Linked DNA regions of Hordeum vulgare: region 2 is linked to region 1. The links are chromatin contacts, called in public Hi-C maps. All regions are on one chromosome and are shown on one strand. Each heading gives the region's core, a stretch centred on a gene start, on an enhancer-like site or on the middle of the called end of the contact. The rest is flanking DNA. Distances are from core to core; before and after follow the strand shown. Region 1 holds the start of LOC123401638. Region 2 holds the start of LOC123403394 (MLO-like protein 13).

Evidence for each region. Hi-C and Micro-C count contacts between places; a contact is called where the count stands out from the background.
Region 2: a Hi-C map of seedling shows a contact between it and region 1, with 2.7 times the contacts expected there. The contact joins the promoter of LOC123403394 here to the promoter of LOC123401638 in region 1. A contact is called at or near these places in 2 of 6 Hi-C or Micro-C datasets (leaf and seedling).

What each region holds. Positions count from the first base shown.
Region 1 is chr6H:146,262,014-146,268,740 of MorexV3_pseudomolecules_assembly, reverse strand. It overlaps LOC123401638, which reads right to left and starts at 3,198. Exons shown (of 2, transcript XM_045095479.1): 1 at 3,003-3,198; 2 at 2,540-2,892. The coding sequence starts at 3,084. The coding sequence ends at 2,774.
Region 2 is chr6H:147,017,665-147,024,391 of MorexV3_pseudomolecules_assembly, reverse strand. LOC123403394 (MLO-like protein 13) reads left to right here and starts at 3,579. Exons shown (of 13, transcript XM_045097330.1): 1 at 3,579-4,014; 2 at 4,189-4,246; 3 at 4,580-4,734; 4 at 4,975-5,091; 5 at 5,175-5,276; 6 at 5,994-6,068; 7 at 6,170-6,258; 8 at 6,340-6,389; 9 at 6,633-6,673. The coding sequence starts at 3,889.

The sequences.
Region 1 (6,727 bases), core at 1,949-4,448:
CACAATCCTGCAACCCCCATTCATTAGTGGCCTCTGCGCATGGAAGATTCCTCACATTTTCTAGCTTTCATACCTATAAGAAGTGGGCACCTAAGTTGATCATTAGATCTATAATATAGCATATATTTAAATTAACACTTGCCATTAAGAAAATGGAAAAACTGAGGCATCACAGAAAGGGCCCATCAAGTAAAAGGCAATAAGAGTTCCAGGTCTTAGCACAGAGGCTAACAAAGGAAAAGTGATATGTGACATTCCTATGCATTTTGAGATAGATCAAACTGAACTACTATGGAACAAATAAATTAATTAAAGAAGCAGGTAATGTTAGTAATAGAGAAATCTCTTTCTAATCATGCCACTTCTTAATCACCAAACTTTATCCCTTTGTTTTGTATTACTTAGTCTGACTCCTGATATAGTAAAGAGATAGCTACAAATCTAGCTTTAGCAGATGACACAAATCATACTTTGCATTGTCCCCAGCCATCTACAGGCCTTCTCATTAGTCAATGATGTACAGCCTTAAAATCCTTCAATATGTTCAGTTTCAGCACAATCCAAACTCAGTCACAAACGCAAGAGTTGTGTTTGTCTAATATTCTGAGAAAGTTCACAGGGAAAAGCAAAGATATTAGAGCAATAAACTTTTCAGGGTAGAGGTCCGATTAGATTTGTTCAATAGAAACAACAATGTGCTAATAAATACTCTCTCCGTGTCTTTGATTTAGTACACGGAGGGAGTACATATTTCAGTGCAAGACAAAATGAATCTATTTTTGAGTCTTGCCGATGGTACAAAGCACTGCAACTTGATGGTGTGAGCTTTCATGTGAACATCTGATGAAATGAAATGTATATGCAGATGTAGGATAACAGTAATCATTAAACAGACAAATGTTGATGGATATTCATTTTTACGCATATTAATATATCTGGGCAGGGGATTTTATTATGATGAGATTCAATCTTCTATGTACTCGATATATTGAAATTATGATATATATGCATTCAGTAATCGAGAATATACTGGAAAAAAAGCGCCTTAGCAATAAGATAATGATCATCTGCATTCTCATTTGATTTAGTTATATTGTTATGGTCAGAAACAAACGACAAACTAATATCTCCTCATAGCTCACAATTAGTCGTACTAGCTGAATATCCACGCATTCTACGGAACTAATATAAATCTAATCATGTGGCACATGATTCACCATACAAATCCATGTCCAAAAAAACAACATTGTACGGCAACTTAGAAATGGCCAAATGAGAAATCAATCATAAGGCATATTTTGCAAATCCTAGAACAAGATGGTGAAAATCATGGAGATGACACCACCAGTCACGGAGTTACTTTTGGTGAAGGGGGAGGTGGATGGCAGACGGATCATCACAGCACGTTAAAAGATTGCAATCAGAGGTCAGGCAGTGTTTAATTGCATTATGAACTGCCAAATCTTTCACTATACAGCATGTATAAGGGACAAAACCATTAAACCAATTATCTGCTAAAGTGAGCCCCATTTTCAGGCTCATGTTCAGATCTATTGTTCTGTCAAAAGAATAATAGCAGAAATTTCGCTTAAGTATCCATTTCCAGTTAGTGATGCATTGAGGCTGTAGATGCCATTATTCTCTAAACTGGTACAATGTAGAGGTGTCAACAATTATATAGAATTACCGCACCATGCACATCCAATAAATCAGTAGATACCATGATGCACTAGCCAAATTAATGACTGCCAGGAACCTATTAATAAATTAGTCGCTGGACTGCTTTGACTACAATGGACAGGAATTGGGATCAATTTTCACTTACACAAACATTTACAACTGTTTTCTTCTTATCTTCTACGGGGCAAAAGAGTCACCAAACTTAAAAATCATGAATCCAATCAGCACTAAGTTGACCATAGAAAAAGAAGAGACAATCCAATACACTGGCACTGGATTATTCCATTTTCTCCCTGCTTGAACTCAACAATACATACGGACAGAAAATGATTCAAGCATGCAAACCCTACTTGCAGTAGCTTATCATTCAGTAGGGGTAAAAGAGAAGCAGGGAAGAAGAAAGAACTGCAGGAAATCAACGTATGATGCGTTGGTGGACTATTCCATATTTGATAGACATCATCAGTATAACTAGAGCCTGTGACCCAGTGCCCACTAGGATCAAAAGCAGTCAAGAAATGATGTGCAGCAAGTATTGGTACTGAGGCAGGAAAAGGATGTAGTGTTCGCTGAGCGGCCAACCAGCCATTACGTTCATTTTAAGTTGATCATCTCCTAGTTTACCTTTCAGTTTCCCAACCTAGGAATGCACAGACACAAAAATCCTAAAAGACAGTGGCTCATTTTAGATAAAAGTAAAACATAGTATCACAGTATGGCAAATACAGGAACTGAAGCCTGTGTCTATGAATTACCTAAACGAGAACTTTCTCATTTGCTTATATACTTCATTGTTTTTTTTTTAGACCAGGTTCTACAAGTTCACTACATCCAGGAGCCACAGTTAGGAAACGAAGCATAAACTGAACTTTCCAACTCACATTTCATACAAAACAACCATGTCGTCAGATACCAATTCTTGCTCCCCAAACATTGATAAATCTCAACACAGGGGGCAATTAGCAGTACATTCTTATTGCAACGATTCTATGAATCTTGTGAACAAGCAGCAGATAAGCGAAATCTAACTTGTCTCAGGCTTCGAGCAGAAAGGCACATCTCTACACGCCCTTTCACCTCGGCGCCGCGAAAGTCACACGTCCTCCCCGCCACGGCTGCCGCCTCCGCCTGCGCCGTCCAGACCCTTGAAGCCCTCGGAGACCGCCCGCGCGCGGTTCTGCGCCTGCCTCTCCACCGCCACGAAGTACAGGCCTGCAAAGCGGCAACCATCGGATCAGATCGCGACAAGGAGCAACCAGGGGCACGCGGAGACTGGGATGTAAGGGAGCGCCAAGGTTTAGGGTTTTGGTTCAGGTGCTTACTCACGGCGCTGCCGATGGCGCATATCCAGAGGACGCGCTGCGACCACCTGTCGCCAACCACACCTCGACCGCCCATCCCCATGCCGCCGCCGCCGGCGGTGAGGCAGATGATGTGCTGCGCGCCTGCTCGGTTAGTTCTCGCCTTCTCGGTGCTCCGCTCGTGCCTACTGACCGACAAGCGGGTCCGACCTAGTGGGAACCAAAGTAGTAACTGGTTCTTTAGCTGGTTGGGCCGGGCTGCGGAGCCTGTCTAGGGCTCTACCGCTCTCTAAGAGCAAGTACAATAGGATGACATAAACCGGCTGTAAGATTTAAAATAATATATTTGTGATGAGTTGAAAGAAAGAGAAGAGGAGAGAGAAAAGAAGCGGGCTACAAACTAACAGCCGGCTGTAACACGTGCTCCTAAACACTTTGTGAGAGAGGATGGTGGTCCTTGTATCAATAAAATAGTACTTATTTACATTTACCTATTATATTTGCGGGCTATAAGCTTGGCTATAGATGACGTGTCAGCATCATATAATCAGCAGCTGACTGTACTATTAACCATGCTCTAAGCTACACTGACATGTGTGCTAGAAAAAAGACAACTAAGTTCTATTTCTTCCTTTCCTTTTTTTATCTCTTCTCATCCTCTGCTAAATCTCTTTTCAACTTTTGTTTACTTCACCTGAAAAAACATTTGTTTTACTTCAGTTTTCAACCATGTGATTTTGGATCTTAAATGTCTTCTTATTATAAATAAAAATAAAAACGAGATAAGTATTGCATGGCATTACTAAGAAAACGTTATTAGTAGTGTTGGTTTTTGCCTACCTGTAACGCAGTTGTGAGCGCTACAACTAATATTTAGCAGTAACGCGTTTTATAAACAGTGTTACTACTAATTCTGATAGCAGTAGCGTTTGTTTCTATCCAACGCCTTACTATTACTACGTATTTATATTTTTTTGCATCGTTATCCAAGATTTTAGGAAAGCAATGAAAAGGTATTGAATGAAACAATGATGGTTAGAATAAATTGCATGGATCCAATTAATCAAGTCAGATTAGTAGGACGATATGATGTTGTGATGGCTCGACCAAGTCGGATTAGTAGGATGATATGATGTTGTGACAGACTTGATTAATTGGATCCATCAAATATAATCTAATCCATGTATTTTACATCGGATAATATAATAACTCGCCATTATCACAACTTGTCATTATAATATCATAACTCATCATCTAGCATATCATAAGTTACCAACACAAACTAACTGTCATCATACTAGTTAAATAACTCATCATTATTCTAGCACATAATGACTATAAGCTACAACCTACTACTCTCTCATAGGTAAAATAGCATTAAAAATAAATTCATGCATCTCCCTATTGAAGAATATAGACCAACCTACCTTCAACTTGTGGGATGCACACATCCTTATAGTCTATGGCAAGTGATTGCCTGCGTGCTTTTATTGCGTTGCTCCATGCTTTGATTTCCAGGGTTTCCTCCTTTTGAGATATCGTGTATCTACCTGGGTAACTCATCGACATTGGTCGTAAGCTAGCCATCTTCAAATCACATTTGGTAAACATCACACTAGGAATAGTCTTCGGCGGGAGTACCTGTTGAAGAACATAATTAATAATAATATAGTTAGCAAACTAGTTTTGCTTAATAAAATGTATGCAAAAGATGAACTAGTGACACAATAGTAAAAAAACTTACAAAGATGTCAGAAGTGATGTTAAAATGGTTCAACTCGTGCACTGGTGGCACGTATTCGGTATAACTTTCGCCAATCATGTAATTGTTCTTAAATGCTCAACATCGTGAATAAATGAGATTAGATGATTTATTCTCCAACCAAGTAAGCTCAGAGCCACGACTGTAGTAGGTTTGCTCTACTATCTAACATGTATTTTTTGGAGAAGAGAAATAAGCTCACAATTAAAAATAAGCAAGTTTAGTCATAATAAGTACCAAATATTTTTCAATAAAAAATATAAATTACCTAGCAGATTTGTTGACAAACTCACATGAAGGTAGAACTGAAATCAAGTGATCCACATGCACCAAAATTTAGATATTATTTGCACGATCATCGTCATGACCAAGATCGAAGGTTATTTGCATGTCCTCTTGAAACCCGTATGCCTTGCATAATGCTCTCCAAGTGAAACAACCAAAATATGTTTGATGTACTACATTTTCTAGCTTAACATCAAAAGTGAAAAGGTACGTTTTTAGGTGAGCTCTCTTAGTCTGTGTACTCTCCCTATCTTGAAAATGGAGCTTGTCCAAGACATGGAGTCTTGCATGGCAGGGAATGCACTATTTGAATTATACAAAAGAAAATTACAGTTTAATTAAAGCAAAAAAGCATACATCATGCTTCATTACAAAAAAATACATACCATAATAATTTTGAAGTCCTCCTTTAGGTTGACACTGAAGGACGTACTGTTGTCTAGGTGAGGATAACGGTCGCATATACTCCTGTCGTCGGTGCACCAATTGCACTCAGGGATCCTCTCGTTGTCAGACATTTCATGTGATCGTGATTCAAAGATTAAAAATCAAAATCAATTATACGACGAACTATTCAGCATGGGTTGACTTTTGGTCTATCGAGGCTTCTTTGAAAAACTCTCATATCTCATGGTGTATATGATGCGCACTCCCTCATATTGATATGGTGGTGTATGTGGTGGACTCTCCCTCACACTAATATTTCGACCATTGGTGATGGTCGCTTCTCCCTTCATCCCCGCGTGCATTACCAAAATGTCTAGCACATGGGGAAGAAGGAGGAAGCGACCCCCACAACAATAGTCATGATTCTTCATCTCTGATATCTCGACCGTCGGTGATGGTTACTTCCTTTCCCTCTCCTGTATTATACCAAGGTATATATCAAGAGAAAAGGATAAGGAAGCACCCTCACTACAACATTCGAGATTCCTCCATCAAGAACACACTGAAAGTCACACAAGAAGCTCCAACAAATTAAAAGTGTACCCTATAAACATTAATCAGTTAACATTACATTTATTTGATAATGACATAAGACTGGCCTATGTTTTGCCGGAATGTCGTTCAATTCTTGTTCCAGCATATCACGGGCACTCGGTATTTCCTACTTTATAGCAAAATTAACGCCAAAATCCACGGAAATTTTTGACATGACCTTTTTCTAAAAATAGGACATATCAAGCGCCTGAAATTTGTCAGAATGAAAATGAATCAAGATTCTGGTAAAAATAGGCCATCCGGAGATGTTTCCTCCAAAATCGTAGACATGTCCAACAATGAAACATAGCATTCTTTGATGACAAAGTGATAATGACATACATATAATTAAATTGTCCAATACATTTTTATATTGAAAAATAATTACTAAATAAATTCTATAGCTAGAATTTTACTAAAAAATTATATACCTAAATGTCTTTTACTAAAAAATTCTATTACTAGATTTGATACCTAAAAATTTCTCATATACCATTCCAATACATTCATATACCTCAAAATTTCTACATGCGATTGTATTAAAAAACTGTTTGCTACCTAAAATTGTCTATTCTATTAAAAAACTAAATTATACAAGCAAATTCTACCAATTTATTGGACATGCACTAGTAGAAAAGAGGGTTTTGGTCCACTTGATGAAATCCCATTAGTCCCGGTTCACTCACGAACCGGGACCCATGTGGGCATAGGTCCCGGT
Region 2 (6,727 bases), core at 2,330-4,829, 760 kb before region 1:
CTTGTTGATCCTAGGAGTCCTCTTGGTTCGATAAACCTTACAATTCCCGTGTGAAGGAAAACTTGCTGCTGACTACATCTCAACCTTCCACTTGGGGTAATCAACAAGGTGCGAGATGTATATACATCATCTCATCATCAGTAATCCACCTCTAGGATGCCTCCACCCTTGGTCGCCGCCCCAAAAGGGGAAACCCTAGGGATGGGCGCCTCCACCCCTTCCCCTATACATACTTAAGGGGAGAGCGGGCAACACCACCTGAAAAAGCCAAGGGATGCCTCTCTCTCCCTCTAGATGTGTTTCTCCTCTAGATTGTTTCGGTAGTGCTTGGCGAAGCCCTGCCGGGACAGCTACACCACCACCAACGTCATGCCGTCGCTCAGCCGGGGAACTCATCAACCACTCTGCCCTCGATTGCTAGATCGAGGAGGCGGGGACGTCATCGAATTGTAGGTGTGCTGAACACGGAGGTGCCGTCTCTTTGGCGCTTGATCGGGAGTTCGTGGAATGGATCGTGATTGGATCGCGAAGACGTTCCACTACATCAACCGTGTCCTTTAACGCTTCCACTAAGCGATCTACAAGGATATGTAAATACAATATCTCCTCTCGTAGATGTTCATCTCCTAGATTGATCTTGGTGAGCGTATGATTTTTTTTTGTTTCTCATGCAATGTTTCCAAACACTTTGCGTCGGTCCCATGCGTCTTCGCCAGGAGGACCTCGTCGTCGTGTGTCGACACGCCAACTGGACCCGATGTGGGATCTGATGTTGATACGCCTCGTCCGCCCCACACGTCTGTATCTTTTGTGGTCTCTCCTCTGCCGCCATCAACACATCCCACCATAGAAGATCCGACCCGCCCAGGTGATCCTGCAGCTTCGGGATTGGCATCTACTGTACATCGAGCTGCAGCTTAGCCCGGATCCTTTGAGCTCATGACAAAGCCACCTCGCACGCGTCTTTGTGCATGCACTATTCAACTTGTTAATTATAAAAATAAATATGGTTTAGTTGCTGCATCTGTTTTCTCAGGAGAACCACACACTATCAGTGAGGCCATCACTGATCCAGGATGGAAAAAGGCTATGGGTGATGAGTTTCATGCTCTTAAAAAATCACACTTGGCATCTTGTTCATGTCATGTCAGGCAAAAATGTGATTGATTGCAAGTGGGCCTATTGCATCAAACGACAGTCTGATGGAATCATTGATCGCTATAAAGCCATACTTGTGGCCAAGGGGTTTAAACAGAGGTATGGACTCTATTATGAGGATACTTCTAGTCCTGTTGTTAAAGCTGCCACCATTCATCTCGTTCTGTCCATTGTTGTTTCCAGATATTGGAATTTCCTCTAGCTAGATGTGCATAATGTGTTTTTTCACGGTGTTCTGGAAGAGGAAGTGTATATTAACCAACCTCCTGGGTTTGAGGATAAAAACAAACCATCTCATATCTACAGGCTATGGTTTGAAACAAGCTCCACGGGCATGGTACTCTCGGTTGAGCTCCAAATTGCAAACACTTGGCTTTAGTCCTTCCAAATCTGATACATCCCTCTTCATTTACAATAAGTCACACACAATTATCTTTGTGCTCATTTATGTGGATGAAATCATTGTCACCAACTCCTCCAATGAGACAGTAACAACTATTTTGCATGATTTGCACTCTAATTTTGCTCTCAAGGATCTAGGTGATCTTCACTCCTTTCTTGGTATTGATGTCAAGAGAACCACAAAAGGTGGTCTTCATCTCTCTCAGGAAAAATAGGCAACTGATTTTTTGAGCAAGGTTGGGTGTGACAATCTTGATGCCACATATCTTTCTGCTAATCCTCTTTTCATGCAAGAATGAAATATATGGAAATTGATTACCACTTTGTCCGATAAAGGGTTGCTAACAAGAAGTTGGAGATTCAGTTTGTTCCCTCAAAAGATCAAGTTGTAGACAGATTTACAAAGGCTTTGCCCACAAGATCGTTTGAAGAGTTTAAGCGTAATCTAAATTTGCGAAGTTCGGATTAAGGAAGGGTGTTAAACATGTCATTTTGTCACATTGTACTATGTATAGGGCGCAACCTTGTGTCTCAAGTTAGGTCTGCTATGAGGTTAGATTAGTTAGGAGATATATGTTTTATTCTTCTCCTTCTCTTATCCCTTTGACCCGTATTTTCTCCGGTGGTTAGCTAAGGTGCCTCCAACCCTGTACGCTACAACCTATCAATATATACATGTGGGTCTCCATGTTTCGGAGATTTAGATACTTCCATATTTCATGCATAAAGATCGAGAACCATGTGGGGTGAATAATGAGTAGCCGGTTTGCATTTATCGACACGACAATCACATATGTGAAAGCAAAGATGATAGAATTCTTGATCTGCCTGTCAAAATTTTTGTAGTTAAGGATATGCTCTACAAAAAATTGTTCATAGTGTCGTAGAAAATCTGCTCCACATACAGGTTATGTCCTTTTCACTAGCCGAATATCAAAATGTTAGCTGAAAAGAACCATTTGCATTTAGCATTTCAGTGAAAGTTACAGATCACTTTCTTTGTATATCGGCAATATTCACGTTGCTCGTGTGAGCTCTTTCAAAAGACCAACCGATAAATCTTAAGATTGACGAAGTCTTCATAGACTAATCAACGATAATGTCGTCTCTCACTAAAGAAACATTGCTTGAAAGTCTAATATAAAATTCAAAAAATACGAGCATCGTATTAAATATAGTAAACACAACCGAGTTGGTTTTACCTTAAAGAATCTAACCATTTAAACCATGCTCAGTTCGCTATATCAACAATTTTTTGGTAAGCTCAACAAATAAAATCAATTCAACGATGTAATAATCTGAAAAATCTATCAAATCCAAACCACATGCAACTAATTCAACAGAACATAGTACGCAACACAAAAGTTTAACCACAAATAAATCTGGAGGTTCATTGACATGGAGAACAGAACATAGGTTTTTCACATGGCCGGGGTGAAACCATTCATAAAGAAAATCTTGATACTAAATTAACTGTATGCATCCTTACTTGATGCAGAGGCTAAAAAGTAAAAATCTCCCCTTTTAACAGGCCTACTGATATACTATTTTATAATTTTATATATAATTAATAAAATAATTACGTGCATCATGTAAATGCAGAAACCTTTTGAAAAATAGTTTTTCACATGGCCTGCCGTGCGCGTAGGCAAAGACAACGTCACACGAGCCACAAAATCCCCGGGACGTCGACGGTTCGCTGTCTCCATCTATCTATCACCACCAAGGCGATTCCCCCTCCAAACATTTCGATTTGTTTTTAGGCTATCCAAACATTTTGATATACCTTTTTTTGGTAACAACATTTTGATATACCTGACGGGACACGTGCGCGCATGGTTTTGATTTTTCGCGTTCCCGGCAGGGCCAGCGTCCACGTCGGTACAGCCCACCGCCCCCCCAAACAAACAGAGTCCATTGCACGCCAATCCTTTTTTTTTTTCCTTGGCACCTTCCTCCCGCTCACGCCGTCGAAGCCGTGAAAGGCGCTGGCCGCTCACGAGTTCCACAGGCGGGAACAAAACTCGAAAGGGAAGCGGGGCCTGGCGCCTCGCGGGGGACGACAGCGACTGAGTCGAGAGCGCCCCGAGGGCACGTTCACGTGCGGCGCCCGCTCTCTCTCATGGCGGGGCCTGGGATTCTGGGATCCTCCGGGGCGCTGTCCCCGGCTCCCCGCCGCAGATCCGGCGCGTGGAGGGGGCCGTCGCACCGGTCGCTGCTGCAGTGCCGTGAGCCCGTGATGCCCCACCACCGCCGCGCCTGCATCCTCCTATATCAGCCACATGGTGCGGGTAGCGGCTTCGAATCGGCAAGGCGGGAGAGGAGGAGATGGGGCAGGGAGAGGAGGAGGAGCAGTCGCTGGCGCTCACGCCGACGTGGGTGGTCGCCTCCGTATGCCTCATCATCGTCGCCATCTCCCTCGCCGCCGAGCGCCTGCTCCACCGCCTCGGCAAGGCACGGCACCCCCGACCTGCTCCCTCCCTACCTATCTGTTTCGCATTCCTGTTATGATCTCTACAGTAATATTTAGTCTTCCTGTTCTGCGTATGTCCCCACATTATTTTATGTTGGTTGAAGTTTTCGATGATAGTATATGCTATATGTAATAAGAAACCTATCTCTCTGCAGGTGCTCAAATTCAATGGCCAAGAAGCACTATTCTCAGCCCTGCAGAGAGTCAAAGAAGGTAGGAGCGTTATCCTAGGATTTAGTTAGATTGCTGCACAACTTCTTTTTATATGCTCGATATCACGGCAAGCGTTCACCTCGATTATCTCAAGCACGGTGGCTACTAGAACCCGAAGGTACAGATCTGCTGATGATCTGTACATGTGCTAGTTGTTTCCTGATTAAGACTGCAATAGCTGAGCTGATTGTAATCAATATGGAAAGAAGCATCAGATACCAACCAACAAAAAATTCCTTGACACACAAAGCAGAATGTCTCGTACCAGTTCATTCTTTCCGTATAAAACTGTCTGTTCGCCTTGCCTAATCTGTTCATTGGTTACTTGTGCAGAATTGATGATTCTGGGTTTCATTTCTTTCCTACTAAGCGTCTGTCAAAATCTCATCAATCGCATTTGCATCCCGGAGAGTGCTGCACGGATCATGCTTCCATGCATTGAAGAGTCCAAAGCCAGAGAAGGTGCTGCCAAACTCTGCAAGAGAAAGGTAGGCCATGAACTGTGAAGATTGTGCTGCCGTCAAGTTTAGTGCCGTTCATTTATTACCTAAATATCTGGTTGTGGCTTCAGTGTCTACTATTTTCCTTTGATAGTACCGTTGATGTGATATTTTGAGTAGCAAAACATAATCACGTGTGTTTAATGATAATTGGTAGACATTGCCAGTCCCAAGAATCGTAAAGAATATTTGCCAGATTGGTCATTCTGAAACATCATTCTTGCCCAGGGTGAAGTTCCCATGCTATCTGAAGAGGCTCTGCATCAGCTGCACATCTTTATCTTTGTACTTGGTGTGGTGCATGTTTTGTTCTGTGTTACAACGCTGTTACTCGGTGGAGCTAAGGTATAACTATTATTACTTGGGATGAATACGTGTTTCACGTGATATGATATTGAAGGTAACACATCTAGGGTAAGCACTTGTAGATGAGAACGTGGAATAAATGGGAGACTGAAATTCAACAAGGAAGACTCGACGAGCGTGAAAAGAGGCCAGGCTGGATGAAACCATCTGTTGTAAGATGGATTGTAAGTAATATAACCCTCTTATATTATGCATTTATGCTTCTATTTTGTTATAAAGTCAACTGTAAATCCTTAATTTGTAATACGAATGACAGTGTCATGAGAATTATTTGGGTTTACCCAAGTAAAATGAAGCTGCTTTTCTGAGCGGTTATCAATTTATTTTCCCAAGACAAAAGTGTTATTAAATCATCTTTTACATCTTAACGTAAATGCCATGGCTGCATATGAAATTAAACAGGGGGAGGTATTGTCAGTAAGTTACTAAATATCTATGAAAAAGATATGTTTCTTTCTCTTGTTTGGGAGACCGAATATTCAATGTGTGGTCAAATTGCTATTTGTAAAAAGTGAGAACACTCGAAGATGGTTCATTGTCAGCTAAGGATAACAATGATCTGGAAAGCTATTATGACGTAACGATATTTTGATGGCATGCGCGTGAAGTGCAGTGCAGTGTTACACTTTTTGTTATTTGAGGTCCCTCTGCAACAAGGCAATATCATGACCAAACCAAACACCAATATAGCCTTTACTGCAATGAAGTTACCACAATAAAACATTTTATGGCTGAGTACCATAGCTTCTGCATAGTTATTGCAATATTTGTGTGCTATATGGAGCATTCTTTAAGTTACAATGTTTTTCCAAATTCAAATTGTGAACTCGGTATATCATATGTATGATTATTCCAAAGGTTTTATTCCTATATTGTTTCAGATTGCATTCTTCAAGCAGTTTTATAATTCTGTCGGTAAACCAGATTATCAAGTACTCAGATCAGCTTTTGTTCTGGTAAGATACTAAGATGTACTGTTCAGTGACTTCTGCACAATCACGAGTGTCCTGGTTTTCCTAGTGAACTAATAGGATACTTGCCATTTCCTCCCTCCCAGCGGCACTACCCAAATCGTCCAGACTTTGACTTCCACAAGTACATGGTTCGTGCCCTAGAGCACGACTTCAAAGAAGTAGTTGGAATCAGGTTAGTATTGGGTAAAGTTGCAACTTGGATTGTTTAAATAAAATTTGTTTGGTTCACCTAATGACACTCACATGCATGCAGCTGGTACCTATGGCTTTTCGTTATCGTCTTCCTGCTGCTGAATATAAATGGTAACTCCTATAAACTGAGAAAAGTCCCCTCGTATATTTGTTTGCCCGAAGATATACTGATCCTAGGAGAACAACACGATTTACACTTGTAACCATGTCTGCGATCGTCATTTCCGTTACCACAAGTTATGTTACTTGGTTAGAACAATTTGAATCACAATAACAAGTAGTTTTTGTTGGAATTATTTGAACTAGCATGTTTTTTCTCTCTCACTGTTATTTCTTGATCTATTGCCAATGCAGGGTGGCACACTTACTTCTGGCTGTCTTTCTTGCCCTTGATTGTAAGTACCTTAACAATTCCATGTCGCTCTAGTAAATACATTCTCCAGTTACCT